4 separate regions of the Mus musculus genome follow, and all the other regions are linked to region 3. Evidence: chromatin contacts called from public Hi-C, HiChIP or PLAC-seq and promoter capture Hi-C data. All regions are on one chromosome and are shown on one strand. The core of a region is the stretch at or near the end of the contact, and the rest is flanking DNA. Distances in the headings are between cores, read along the strand shown. Region 1 holds the start of Pdpk1 (3-phosphoinositide dependent protein kinase 1). Region 2 holds the start of Ntn3 (netrin 3). Region 3 holds the start of Prss22 (protease, serine 22). Region 4 holds the start of Flywch1 (FLYWCH-type zinc finger 1).

Region 1 (3,591 bases), core at 206-2,705, 140 kb after region 3:
AAAGTACTGTCACTCTGACTTCCACGATTCATGTTTTTGCGTGCTAGCCCAAGCACCCCGGGGTAAAGACACAAGTGTTGCAACACCCTTTTTTGCCTTTCACCATTTTTCTCAGCTGGATAGGTCCTCCTCCTTTTAGAATTTGGATTAATTACCATCCATCTCACAGTAGAGGGTTATAACTTCAAGTCCATGGATGAGATGCAGAAGGCTCTTGAGCCTCTGGTAGCAACAAAATTCCGTGCAACTGTGTATGCTTCTCAAAAGGAGCCCATACTTTGATTCTTAAAGGGGCTCATGACCCTCCAAAAACCACTACCACAGACACATCCTAGACCATACTGAACCAAGTGAGTTTCTTCAGTCCCCTCGAATAAAGAGACCAACAACCCTCTTCCCATCCCGCCCCACTCCCTGAAAGCTGGAGTGAGGATCGAACCCAAGAGCCCTGAACATGTGAAGCAAGCAGATTACCACTGAACCACAGCCCTAGCCCAAGGAGGTTTGCCTTTTGAACCAAATCTTGCTCGGCGTCTGACATCTTCTCATCAGCCACTTCATATCTCATACAAGGCAGACACGCTGATCTAAGAACTCTAAAACTTACCAGAAAATACAACTATGGATACTTATTTAACAACACAGAGAAAACAAACATTTCACCCAACAAGTGGTTGGTTTTGTCGTCCTCGTCCTTCCGCCCGCCCCCCCCAACCCCTCCTCCCTGTCAAACTTAGGCTGCCCTCGCTGGGGCCTCTAAGCCCGGCCTCCCAGGGCTTCCCACCTCACTGAGCGTAGAACTGCAGGCAAGAGGAGGACCGAAATGCCCCGCTGACCAAGAATCTGGAAAGGAGCCTCCAGCATCAGGTGCTACAAGCAGGAACTCACATCTCCTGCTTCCCAGGAACCTCCTCCAGGTAAAGGATGGAGAATGCTCCTCCTCGGGCAGGACCTCAAGGTAAGCCCAGAGGCTCGGCTCCAGGCTGCACAGAGCCGAAAACAAACTTTCCAGGCACTTCCACCCCGCCCGACCGGGTGACACCTCCCGGCCTCCCCCGCCCTCCGTGCCCTGTCAGCGCCCCCGGCTGCCGCCGACAGCCCGAGCCGGGGCCCGCATTCCCTGCCGCAGCCGAGAGGAACCCTCGGCCGGTGCCAACAGTCTTGCCCGCCACCCAGCCGCAGGTGAGGCGCCGCCCGGCCCGCGACACCGGGCCGCCCCGCCTCGCCCAGCAGAACCCAGGCGACCGCCACGCTCCCGGGTAACGGACCGGTGCGCCCTACAGCAGCCGCGCGCTCACCAGCTGGCTGGTGGTCCTGGCCATGAGCCCCAAGTCGGCGCGGGCGCCTCCCCCGCAGCGTTGCGCTGCTCGGCGCCTCCTCAGCGTCCTCCTCCCCGCGGCGGAGCCCCAGCAATGGCCGCCCTCATCCTGCGCCCGCCCCGCCGCCTGCCGCCCCCAGCGCCACCCCGCCCCCGCGCGACGCTAAGCAGGACTTCCGCGACGTAGCCGCCGCTCCTCTCGCCCATTGGTCAGTATAGCTGTCATTGGCGGCGGGCCGTGAGGGCCCCGCCCCCGACCAAGAGCCGTATTTCCGGGTTGGGGCCCGGCGCGCTTGTCGAGGGAGGCTGAGCGAGCCAATCAGAAGTGACGGGGAGGGGCCGGGGCCGGAGCGCCGAGCTGTCATCCGCGTTCCCTGTCAGGTAAACTGAGGCTCCGTAGCCAGCGGGCCAAGGTCACGCCTGGGGCAGCAGCAAGGCTGAGCTCGAACCTACTGCCAGGACAACTTGAATCTGATTCACAGGTCACGAGTAATCTGGGAGAGAAATTGGGCTATGATTTGAAGCAGAAAACAAGCCGTCCTGTCACTCCTGATGAACCTGTTTTTGCCAATATTTTGATGGACGTCTTTGTGAGCTTGCTTTTTTTTTTTTTTTCCTTTCCCAGCAGGATCTCACTATCGAGAACAGACTGGCCTCCTACTTGCGGCAATCCTGTCTCAGCCTCCCAGCTGCTGAAATGACAGGTATGCCACATCCTCCTTTAGTTGTCATTATGACAACCGCTGTAGATGTTTTTTTAAATTATGGTGAAACGCATACAATTTTTGTAAACTTTTTGCGCTGTGTGTACAGTGTATGTGTGTGTCCACTTTGTGGGTTTGTCAGATGTCTTCCTATACCAGTCGCTACCTGGAACTTGCTGATCCCTCTTGGCTGGCTGGCTGGCCAGTGAGATGCAGTGGTCCCCCTGTCTCTGTTTTCCCAGGGGTGAAGGTACAGACACACCCCCACCATCTCCAGCTTTCTTTTACAGGAGTGCTGAGGACTTGCCTGCATAGCAGGCATCATACTGAGCCATCTCTACAGACCTTCCCCATTTTTTTTTCAGTGTTGGGAATTAACTCAAGACCTCACACATGCTAGATCATCTCAAAATTAAATGTTTCTAAATTACACCCATAGCCCTTGCGCCCTTTGTTTTTTGTGGTGTTTTTGAGACAGTGTCTCAGTATGTAACCCTGGCTAGCCTGGACATCACTATGTAGACTGGGCTTGTCTTGAATTCATGATCTTTCTGCCTTAGATTTCCTAGTGCTTGGGTATAGGTATTCACCACCCTTTCCAGATATTTGTCATTTGTGTAAAATAATTTAAAGTGCTGAAAATTACTGTGAGTATTCAGCCTTAAATGGGGCATCTAGAACCAGGTCATAGTGGCTTATTCCTTTGATCTCAGCACTCAGGAGGCAGAGGCAGGGCTACACAGAGAAACTCTGTCTTGCAAAACAAACAAACACAAGATAAATAAAAGGGAGCATCTATATGAGTCCCCCTCCAAATAAGGCTTAGGGAACCTTGGGAATGTAAGAGGAGCAATGCTGAGAAATGCTGACTCTGACCCTGATGTGGCCTGGCACCGAGGGTCTCACCACTGCTGTGCTCACCTGCATAGGATCAAGCCAGTCAAAGTTCCAGCACCGACAGGAGGGGGCCTCACCAGGCTTGCACCTGTCTCCATGGTTACTGGCAGCTGATGGCCATTAGGGAAAAGCCATTCTTCCTTGAGGTGTAGCCACTAGAAGGTTGACCATGCTCAAGAGGACAACAACACACACATGCACACAGACAGCACTAACCAGACTCAGGAGGTTGCTAAAAGAAACTACCTGCCTCACTCCAAAGAGTTTAAATCCAGATGAAGTGGAGTGAACCTATGGAGTCATATAAAGTGGAAAGGAGAATAACTTGAGTTCAAGGCCAACCTGTGCAATATAGCAAGATTTCTCAAAAGAAATGTAGATAATATGGAGCAGCCAACACTCAGGGAGTAAATTCATAATCCCATGTAGGCAGAATGAACTGCTAAACCAGCAGTAACGGCCACTAACAACTTCATATTGACCTCATCTTGTCGCAAAGTTAGCAATTCCATCCTACATTGCATTTGTTCTAAAGCACCTCTGACTTTGTTGCCCCAGTTTTCAGATGAGGAAATTAAGGCATAGCAATGGCAGTTCTAGAGTTTGTAGTGCTACGACCGGGACCAGCCTTGGTCCACATTCTAGAACCTGTCTGTCAACCCCTAAGGATAC
Region 2 (3,460 bases), core at 247-2,746, 210 kb after region 3:
CGGCAGTTGAGGCACACGCCCCCACTGCGGCGGCCGGACAGTCGGTAGAGCTCCATGTTGAAGCGGCATCTTCGCGCATGGCCGTTGCAGGAGCAAGCTGCAGGGAAGGGTCAGTCAGGGGCAGCCCTGCCTGGTCAGAAGTCCCCAGGCTACCCTCCAAGGCCTCACCAAGGCAAGCGTGGGCTTCCTGCCCTGTAGCCCGCTGCCATGGCCTGTCGCAGTAGAAGGGCTTGCAGCGGCTGCAATCAGGGCCCTCTGTACCATGCTGGCAGTCGCAGACCAGGTGGCCATGGGTGTCCAACAGACACCGTGAGGCATGCCCATTGCACTTGCATCGACCTCCCACCTGAAGCTCAGTGGCTGAGTAGGAGTAGGGGACTGTCACCCCACCGTCCCTGGTGTCTCCCTGAATGGCAGGCCTTGTGAGTACTATGCGAATATCTGTGGCAGTCACCCAGTCTTGGAGCACGGGGCTGTTGTCCAGATCCAGGCCCTGTGGGCTGCCATCCTGCACACTGAAGGCCAGAAGGCCTCCACCATCAGGCTGAGCCTGGGGGGCTGGAAAGCAGAGGGCTTCTGGCCCTGGACCAGAAGGGCCATCAGCAGGAGCAGGCAGACGGCCATAGTCCAGGGTACAGCTGGAAGAGAAGAAGCCCAAGGGGACCCAGCTGCGGCCATGGTCCTGCGACTTAAGCAGGGCCACGGAGGTTGGAGGAGCTGAGCAGAAGCGCAGGCTCACGAAGACCAGCTCAAAAGCCTTCCCCAGGGGCACTGTGAGGGTTACGTTGAAAGGTGCCTGTTGCAGCAAATCGGAGCGCCAACAGAGAGGACTTGCAGTGCCCGGAGCAGAGGTCAGGAGGTCTGCAGAGTGTGCCCGCTGCGGGTCCGAGGAATCGCAGACGCGATTGGCCGACCTCCCGCACGTGCTGGACGCCAGCACCTCTCGGCCCAGAGCAGCGTTCACAAGGCCAGGAATACAAGAGCGAGGCTCCCTCGCCTCATCATAGCAGGGGTCGGCAGAGGCCGGCAGCCCTGGGCTCAGTGCAGCGGAGAGCGTGCCCGCGGTCAGCAGCAGCCCCCAGAGCCAGGTGGGCATGGCCGTGGCCGCTGTAAGTCAACCAGCCAGCTTCCGCCTAACGAGTCTGCCCTCGAAGAGAGAGCCTAGTCCGCTACTCTGCGTGCCGGGTCTGCAGTGCCAAGATAGCAGAGCACCAGGGCGGCCCCCAGCACAGGCCCAGAAGTGGGAGCAGCCACCGGCACGCCCGGGGCCGAGCACAGGAGCAGGGATGTTGGCGAGTCCTCCTGCTAGGCCTGAAGCGTTGACAGGCGTCGCCCCCGCTCCCGGTGCCTCCGCCCGCGGAGGCCCCACCCGCCGCCGGCCGCCAGCACTCACCCACGGAGGGCCAGGAGGAGCAGGTCTCCCGGCCTCCCGGGAAGGGCCTTGGGCGGGCGGGGCCTGGGGCGCCCGGGCTGCCGGCTTCTCCTGGCTGCAGCGAGAGCAGAGGAGCTGTGCCAGAAGGGGGTGGGGGGCTCAGCAGGAGCAAGCCTGGTCCTAGCCAGGGGCGGAGCTGCTCGGGCCGGGAAGGAAGGAGGGGAGGGGGCCTTGTCCCGACAGCCAGAATCAGAAGCAGATTCAGACACAGGCTGGGCCAGCGCGGGAGGGGGCTGGGAGGCCCACGATCCGGGGGGAGGGGCTGGAGAGCCAGGAATGCGCTTACGGGAGGGGGCAGCTCAGCCTTACAGCCCGTGAGGGACCACCCAGCAGGGTCCTCGGCCTGAAGCCAGGCTTTGACTGCTCCTGGGGTGGTGCCACGTGCTGGGCTGGGGTCTGGGCCACTCCTCCCAGAGGCCCATCATGCAGGCACAACCTTAGAACTGAAGCTTGAAGTCTTGGATGCTCCCCAGAATGGGGGAAGAAGACAGTTGGGGCTGGTGTTCTTGTAAGGTATCCCCAAGGCAGTAGTCTGTTCTAGCAGAAAGAACTCAGGTCTTATTTTAAATCCAAGCTGTTTGGATTTCTGGCTGTGTGGCCTGAGTTCCTCAGTTTCCTCATCCACCAAAATGTCTATTGTTTGCCATGCTTTGTGGAGTTGCTGGGAGCATTTGATGAGCTAACATAGATATCATCCTAAGCGAGGTGCACTAGGGATGCGGCTAAGTGATGAGGTCACGGTTGGACAGTGAGATCCAGCCAATCTCTTAATCTAAATCACTCCTGGGTCTCAGGGTATAGCTGTGTCATAGGATAGCCCCATTGTCCAGAAGGGCTTGAAAGTTTGAGCACAAAGTACAGCCTATTTGATGGTCCCTTGGGGTTCAAGGTCTGTTCACCTGTTACCCCACCCCCACCCTCGTGGAAAGGTAAGGAGTGGGATTTAACGACTGGAGAGGGGCTGGTCACAAATAAACCAGAGTCAGAATCCCTGAACCTGACCGTCTACAGCCTAGTACATCTGGGTAGAAAAACAGGCAGATGCCCCAGATGAGTTGCTGGGGTACAAGTTGGAGGTGGGCTGTGGCTGAGAGGGTCTTGCCAAGAGGAACCACTCACTGCCTTTGGTCCCTGACGGACCAGGCAAGGCTGCCATGGACTCCACGAAGAGCGGGTGGGATACAGTTCCATCTTGGGGGAGCAGTCCTGAGGTCCAATTACCTGGTTTCAGAAAGGAGGCTGACCACAGGCCAGTCCCTGCAGATGGTAAGAGAGGCCATATGAGGGAGAATGCCTGTATACTCAGAGCTAGCATTCTGGACTGAAAGTGTTCCTACAACAAAAAAGGAGAGAAACAGAAGCTCTCAGGAAAGGAATAGTGAAACAAGAACCCTGGACCCTTCCCAGGACACAGGGGCTGCGGCAGAGGCAGGCACCGGGAGAGAAGCAGTGTGGCAGGGTGTTGGACACTTGTTCCTCTAGAACAGCTGACTCAGGGGAAAACCAGGCTGTCCTCTGAACATCAAGCCCATGCTAGAGTCCCCAGACTGTCAGACAACTATGGGAGGTGGGACAGGGGGACAGCCTTTCACGCCAACAGTGAAGTAAGCCTTATCTCTAGCTCAGCTCCCTGTGAACTGTGACTGCTGGGGTCTGCAGAGTATGAGATGGATTCTGATGTGGGTGGAAGTTGGTGCCTGGTGATCTCTGCATTGATCAGGTCCTGAGGGATGGAGCCGGACAGGAGCTCAAATGGCCATTGCCTCACCAGCCCTTCAAGGAGGAGGCATGGGCTTCAGAGCTCTTTCCTAGAATTGCCCTTTGCACACATTGTCTGGCCCCAGGGCTACTCTTGCAGATGGTGGACTGGGCATTGGGATAGCTTTCTCTAGTCTCCAAGAGCTGCTTATAACTCTCTGTGGACCCAGCCACCTGCCTCCGCCCCTGATTGAGGCCTCTTAGGCCTCTCCTCTCATGATTCCCTACCCCCTCCAGGCATTTTCTGTAACAAAGAGGTTCCGCCCTCCT
Region 3 (3,587 bases), core at 11-2,510:
GGCACAAGGGATGGCATCTTCTGTCATCTCAGTAGACACAATTGTCTTCTGACTTGCCTGTCAACCCCCCTGCAAGGCCTCAAACCTGTGCCCAGCACAGCATGTGTCCAGCACAGCCTGCTGCTGCAGGGAGAGTGCCTGCCTGCCCTGTCCCTGTCCCCTTTAGTTATCAGGGACTGGCCCTTGCCTTCTTCTCTCCTTTATCTGGCCTTCCCTCCCACTCCCCTTAACCTTTATTTTTTTGGTTCTGTTGGTCCCTCACCCTTCTGTCCTCCCTTCTCTAGATTCATCACCTTCCTAAGCCCCACCCACCCACACAACTCCTCTTGCCTGTATCCATCCCATCCTCTTCAATCTCATGCTCCCCTGTGACTGGGGTCCCCACACTGACCTACCCTATAGAGTCAGATACAAAGACTGTCCACACCACTGCCCCACCCCCACCCAGCCAGGCAACCTGATCACACTCACCTCGGATGGTGGCAGCACTGATGGGAGCTGAGAGCAAGAGAATAAAGAAAGTGGTGAGGAGCCCTGTGCCCCATGCCTGGGGACTCCCCCACCTTCCCAAACAGACTCAGCCTGGGCCCTCCAGCACTGTTCGCTGCTCCACCACCTGTCACACACACACACACACACACACACACACAGACACACACACACACACACACACACACACTGTCACCCAGGTTTTCTCCCCCAGCTCCCATGAAAGCCCAGGCAGCTGCCTTCCTATTCCAGAACAGAAGGAGACCCAAGATGGAAATAGAGGAGGAAGAGGAAACAGGAGATGGAGGGCACAGGGAAGCGGTGAGAGGCGCTCCTGAGCAGGCACTGAGACCAGAGCACTCACATGCATTCAATCCTCATAGCTGCTAGGGAAACTGAGGCAGACCACATGCCAGAGGAAGGAGAACGGAGACAGGCATGGGGAGCCGATGATGAAAGGCAACAGAGGAAAGAAGAGAGACGGAACTCAAGGGAAGGAGCTGAGCTGAGCTGGCGAAGAGGAGGTGACTGTGGGAAGGAGGAGGAGGGAAGAGAGGATGTGGGGAGGAGGAGCAGCAGGCCCTTGGGGCTCACCTGTGGAAGTCAGCAGCACCAGAAGGATTAAGATGCTGAACTGGTCCCCACCCAGTGCTGGGGGAGGTCTGGAGATCATCATTGCTGGTATGGGTGGAGACCCAGCAAGGCTGCTGGCCGGCTCAAAGGACCTAAGGGCTGTGTTGCTTGAGACTGGCAGGACGGGTGGCTGTAGTGTGTAGGGTTCCCTACAGGTTGCCCCAGGTTTTATCCTGTGAGGAAGAATGCTGTTGGACCAGTCCCCCAGGTGCCTGAGACTGGGCCACCCAGACTGTGGGTCAAGGAGGAGGTGGGGTTGCCAGAAGGAAGCAACCAGTTACTGGGTTCTAGGGATGCTACCAGGAGACTGGATGGGGGTCTCCAGATCAGTTGTATGCCCGGGGTCACCCTGCATGGGGGGTTGGGGGGTGAGGGGGGAAAGTAGAGACTTGCTGACTGCCTAGGGCATGGTTTTAACACTGACTCCCAGGTAAACAGAGAAAGAGCCCTGTAGTTTGCAGACTGTTTGGGGTAGGAAGTGACTCAGTCTGAAATGGCTGGGGTTGCCAGGGGGACCTTGTTCCTTAACGGCCCATGTCCAGGGCCCTGGTTGCTTCCATGACTCAAGACAGACACTTGGGGCCCTGGAATCCCGTTAGCCCACTTCCCCGAAAGCTGTGACTCAGGCCCCAAAGGGACGGGCATAATGGCCTCTTGGCCATTTGGCCAAGCTGTCCCTGGCACTTCCTCTCAGTTGTCACTGTAGGTGACCCTCCGGTGACTCATTTCTCACCTGAACTCCAGGGAGCAGGCCAAGCCCAAAGCAAGAGCCACAGCCTATGCGCCCCACACACACTTGGGAAGAACTAACCCTGTGGTCACGTTCACACCATGGGACCTACACACACACACACACAAAGGACCAGGGAGCTGGGCTTTGGGAAGCTTAGGTGCTGTAGGCTGGTGTGGATTGTCCTGACTAAGTGTCCTATACTCATGACACCCTCACGTCAAGCAGGAACCAGCGACATCATCCCAAACAAATGTATTCCTCTCCCCAGGGTTAGATCCTGGGATCAGACCTGGCTGTGGAGGAAATGGGTTCAGTGAAAATAGTACTGCAGTCTGAGGCTCTGCACCCCACTTTGTGCCGTCCCCAAGCTCCCTCATCACCCAAGAAACCTGGGCTGGTTCGGGGATATCGTAGCCTGGCTGCTCACTGGATTGACGTGGGAACTTAGTGGCCCCCCCCAGCAGGATCGGAGGTGCCTGACTCTCCTTGGGATAGCCCACAAAACTTACTCTGAAGAAAAGACCATGAATAAGTGTGGGAACAGCTACAGTAACACTGAACCCAGGGAAAGAAAGAGAGGTTGATCTCTTCCCACCTCTGGGCCAGCTGCAGCTCTCTTGGGAGTTCCCTGACCTGGGCCTCCAAGTTGCCCAGAGCTGGCCCTGCAGGTCCCTGTGTTGCCCACCTCAACTGTTTGAGATTAAGGTGGTATTAGGCCCAGTTAGCACATGTATCCCTCTCTCTGGCAAGGTGACACTCACATAACCTTGCCTGGGTACTGTGAACTGCAAATAGACTAAGGTGTGTTCTATGGGGAAGGAGGCAGGCAGGCCAGGGTTAACCTGCAGGCAAGATGAGACAGAGAACCCCTGCCCCACCCCACCCCAAACATGCAAAATGTGTGGCCTCAGGAACCCCAGTGGTGCATTCTTCACCTCCTATGATTGTGGGTGTCACTACAGGAACAGCCAAGATGAGGACAGCTTCCTAGACACCCCAGAGGCTATAGAGCAAATGTGGGGGGAGCACTCACTCATCTAATCACATGCCCCCTCAGGGCCACTTCTGCACCCTCAGCTGCTCCCACACCATTTTAACCTACTCCCTGTGACACGGAGGGCCTTGGTCACCCCAACTCATTCCACAAACATTTCTTGGGCCCCTGCTATTTGGCAAGCCCTGAGCTAGGGTCACCCAGTGAGGAATGAGGCTCGGGTCCTTCACACCACATAGGAAGCTCACGTCTCCCAGGGGCGGCAGCTGAGTGATAACATTGACATACTTCAGAGGTGGGCAGAAGCATGGGCCTACAAGTGTGCTGTGACTGCTGGAGGGGAGGGGCATCTCCCCAGCCACCCTCAGATCCAAGCCTGTTGCCTACTGCATACTGGATGCAACAATTTCAGTTGATGTTTGTCGAATGAATACACGATTGTGGAAGATACGAGGTTGGAGACCAGTAGCTGCAGCATCTTGTCTCTACATTTCCTCTGCCCTTCCCGGTTTCCTGACTCATTGTCCTGGGGACCTAAGAGGCAGGCACATCCCCAGTATGATGCCTTCTTTGAGATGGGTGACCAAGAAGAAGCCCCCAGCAGAAGGGCTCTGTGGGAGTCAGAGGACATCCCGAAAGCTAGATGGAAATATTCCCCTCCCCGGGACCACTGGATACTGCCCAGTTGCTAGGATGTGAAGAGTCAGTTCTCAAAGTCATGATTCAACATTCAGCAAA
Region 4 (3,222 bases), core at 238-2,737, 230 kb before region 3:
CTCAAGTCACCGGGGAACCAATACTCCTGGTGGAGAGGAGGGATGGGACAGTGAACTGAGGATACTGTTCCAAAGCGATTCAGCAATGCAGACGCTGCAGCAGGACATGGTGATACATACCTTTAATTCCAGCACTCAGGAGGCAGGGGGTGGAGGAGCTCTGTGAATTTGAGGCCCACCTGAAGCCCACAGATGAGGGCTACATAGAAAAACCCTGTCTTGAAACAAACAAACAAAAAGGAATAAGGCAGAGAGTGATAAACAGCCTTGTGTATGCATGCACAGAGACACACAAACACACACTCAGAATGATAAGGAAAACCCACATGAGATGTGGGAAGCCAACTGATAGATTTCCGCAATCCTCCTAGATGAGAATCTTGGCTAGACGGATTCCTTTACCTAACAATTCAGCTTCACATCCCTCCCCCAGCAAAGCCATCTTCATCTGCATAAGTGAGCATGTATTATCAGCTCTCCTCTACTTCATATGCTGTTTTGTTCCCACAAGTCAGACTAGTGGCACTTGGGAGAACAATGAGATAAACATACCAGAAATCTAAACCAAGCCCCAGCAATGGTAAGGACCCTGGAAAGCAAAGAAGTTAAAAACAAAACATCATAACAAAAAGATCTTTCTTGGGGATGGTTATCTGATTGTAGAGTAAGGAGTAAAGGGGGGTTTAAAACTGTCAGATAAGCTAGGTCTTGAATCAATGGGTTAGCAAGTCAGTCATTTGGAATGGAATGGAACGGAACAGAAAGGAATGAATTAGAACACAGCCTAAATAGATCTGCGTCATGTGAGATTGGTAAGCGACTCTCTTTAAACTTGCGATTCACGAAATCTATCTTCAGGCACAGAATATACACATAAAACATCTTTCTCAGTCTAGAATGCGTCACAAAGTTTGAAAGCCACAATGGGCAACCTATAGTCTGAACGAGGAGGGGTAACAACCGGCAAAAAGTGCAAGGTCATTGGGACCTGCGGCCGCCAAGGATGGGCCGCGACGGAGGACAGAGCTGGATGGACATGCAATGGGTGGACACGGTTCAAGGAAGATGGGCGAATGTGTGGTCCCGGATTTAGAGGTGTTAAGATCGGTACAGGAGTCGAGTGGGTTGATGGAGAGATCAGGTAGAAAGGAGGCGCATCGTGGATGTCCGACAAAGAAGCACCCCATGCCCGAGCTACAGAGCTGGGGCCCCTCCCCAGCACCGGGCGCGACCCCAGGATAGCCGGACCAGGCATCGCTCCGCTGGTCCGACCCTCCCGCCCGCAGGGGCCCGTCCTCACCGACGGCAGCGGGCCCTGCCTCTCCGGCGGCTGAGCCACCCGATCCTTCGTGTGAGTGTCCGCCAACGCAGGCGCCGGCCTAGCAGCCGGGGCTGCTCTAGGAACCACGACCCCGCCGCCCGCTCCCGCCGCCAACTGCCCCCTGGGGAGCGAGCCCGTGCCCGCGCGCGCGCCCCCGCGAGACGCCTGCTTGGGAAGCCTAGAAACTACTAGCGAGCATGCGCAGCAGAGGCGCGGAGCCATTCCTGAGGCGGATACCACTTCTCCGGGTCTTCTCTGCGCAGTGTCAACTTGACACCCTAGCCAATCAGCATCAGGGGCGGGTCTACTAACAAGGAAGAAGGCGGGACAACCCATGGTCCCGCTACTGCATCCGGGAGGGCGGGGCGACAGGTGAATTTGTAGCAAGGATGCAGGCTGGGAGTCATCACTAAAAGGATGACAGCGCTATTGATAGAGAGAACAGGACTTTTATAGGATTTGACTGCATTCTTACGAAGTTGTAGCTTTGGCTTAAGTGCGTCTTTAGGCCTGTGACCTTCAGAACTTTCTTTTTTACATTTTAAGTATTTTATTTCTTTATTTTTTATTTTTATTTTTATTTTAAGACAGGGTTTCTCTCCGTAGCCCTGGCTGTCTTGGAATGCTCTCTATAGACCAGGCTGGCCTCAAACTCAGAGATCAGCCTGCCTCTGCCACCCTAGCACGGTGAGTACTGGGATCAAAGGCATGCGCCACTGCCACCCAGTTTTCTTCCTTCCTTCCTTTCTTTTTTATTTTTTAAAAAACATAACTCTGACATATTTTAAGTGTATTTTTAAAATGTATTTGGATGTTCTGTCTGCATGTGTATCTGTACACCATGTGCATTTCTGGTGCCTGTGGAGGCCAAAAGAGGGCATAGGATCTCCTGGAGTTGCCCAGAGTTATGAACCACCATGTGGGTGCTGGATATCAAGGCTGGGTCCTTTGGAAGCAGCCCAATGGTCTTCATAACTGAGCCAGTTCCAAAGAACATTCTTTTTTTTTTTTAAGATTTATTTATTTATTATATGTAAGTACACTGTAGCTGTCTTCAGACACTCCAGAAGAGGGCATCAGATTTCGTTACGGATAGTTGTGAGCCACCATGTGGTTGCTGGGATTTGAACTCTGGACCTTCGGAAGAGCAGTCGGCACTCTTAACCACTGAGCCATCTCGCCAGCCCTCCAAAGAACATTCTTATGCAGCACGTTGAAACCCTTAGATACCCCCCTCTCCCAATCCAGGACTATCTGAGATTTGAAATAGTGACAATAACAGATCGCATATTTAAATAAGAATCCAGGAGCTGAATGTGTGTGGCACAAATGAAACAGAAGCAAGAGAATCAGGAATTCAAGTCTTTCATCAGCTACATAGTGAATGTAAGGCAAGCCTGAGCTACATGAGACCCTGGGTTTTAAAAACAACAATATAGGTGAATAAGTAAGTAGAAGAGAAAGATAAGGGTTTTGGTTTTGGTTTTGGTTTCAGAAATCTAAAAGTTAAAAAACTTTTAACTTTTAGAGAGAAAATGGGAAGCCCTGTGTGGCGGGGCAAGCCTGTAAACTCAGAATTGCGGAGACAGAGGCAGGAGAATGAGGCCATCCTGGGCTACACAGCGAGTCCTGGAAGCTGATTCTTCATAGACTGTCTCCAAAAACAAACCGTTTTGAAAAGAAACACTGTTAGGTAGTGGCTCTCAACCTTCCTAAAGCCGTGACCCCTTAATACAGTTCCTCATACCGTGGTGACCCCCAACCATACGATTATTTTTGTTGCTACTTCCTAACTGTAATATTGCTAGTTATGAACCATAATGTAAATATTTTTGGAGATAGAGGTTTGTCAGGGAGGTTGTGACCCACAGGTTGAGAACCACTGCCTTAGCGATTCTCAG

The links. Promoter capture Hi-C pulls out the DNA fragments that hold promoters and counts their contacts. A called contact is a pair of places that touch in the nucleus more often than the background predicts. HiChIP or PLAC-seq counts read pairs in DNA pulled down with a chosen protein or histone mark.
Region 1: a contact with region 3 is called in a Hi-C map of embryonic fibroblasts, with 2.1 times the contacts expected there. The contact joins the promoter of Pdpk1 here to the promoter of Prss22 in region 3. A contact is called at or near these places in 2 of 39 promoter capture datasets (the HPC-7 cell line and macrophages), 2 of 15 datasets of contacts at CTCF or cohesin (CD8 T cells and the NIH/3T3 cell line), 7 of 484 Hi-C or Micro-C datasets (the AML12 cell line, the C2C12 cell line, the HL-1 cell line and 4 more), 4 of 115 datasets of contacts at active chromatin or transcription factors (embryonic stem cells, intestinal villus epithelium and pancreatic cancer cells) and 1 of 9 other capture datasets (pancreatic islet).
Region 2: a contact with region 3 is called in a FOXA1 HiChIP or PLAC-seq map of pancreatic cancer cells. The contact joins the promoter of Ntn3 here to the promoter of Prss22 in region 3. A contact is called at or near these places in 8 of 39 promoter capture datasets (the 3T3-L1 cell line, the HPC-7 cell line, the SN4741 cell line and 3 more) and 1 of 115 datasets of contacts at active chromatin or transcription factors (pancreatic cancer cells).
Region 4: a contact with region 3 is called in a promoter capture Hi-C map of embryonic stem cells, with 5 times the contacts expected there. The contact joins the promoter of Flywch1 here to the promoter of Prss22 in region 3. A contact is called at or near these places in 17 of 39 promoter capture datasets (the 3T3-L1 cell line, the C10 cell line, the HPC-7 cell line and 10 more), 5 of 115 datasets of contacts at active chromatin or transcription factors (craniofacial prominence, embryonic stem cells, forebrain and 2 more) and 5 of 9 other capture datasets (adipose tissue, embryonic stem cells, liver and 2 more).

The regions. Positions count from the first base shown.
Region 1 is chr17:24,140,139-24,143,729 of GRCm38.p6, forward strand. Pdpk1 (3-phosphoinositide dependent protein kinase 1) reads right to left here and starts at 1,456. Exons shown (of 14, transcript NM_011062.4): 1 at 1,299-1,456. The coding sequence starts at 1,322. It overlaps Gm33409 (a long non-coding RNA gene), which reads left to right and starts at 1,425. Exons shown (of 2, transcript XR_876671.3): 1 at 1,425-2,022; 2 at 2,313-2,460.
Region 2 is chr17:24,207,891-24,211,350 of GRCm38.p6, forward strand. It overlaps Ntn3 (netrin 3), which reads right to left and starts at 1,497. Exons shown (of 6, transcript NM_010947.3): 1 at 169-1,497; 2 at 1-97. The coding sequence starts at 1,096.
Region 3 is chr17:23,996,840-24,000,426 of GRCm38.p6, forward strand. Prss22 (protease, serine 22) reads right to left here and starts at 1,261. Exons shown (of 6, transcript NM_133731.2): 1 at 1,084-1,261; 2 at 472-498. The coding sequence starts at 1,165.
Region 4 is chr17:23,770,115-23,773,336 of GRCm38.p6, forward strand. Flywch1 (FLYWCH-type zinc finger 1) reads right to left here and starts at 1,488. Exons shown (of 8, transcript NM_001357994.1): 1 at 1,301-1,488.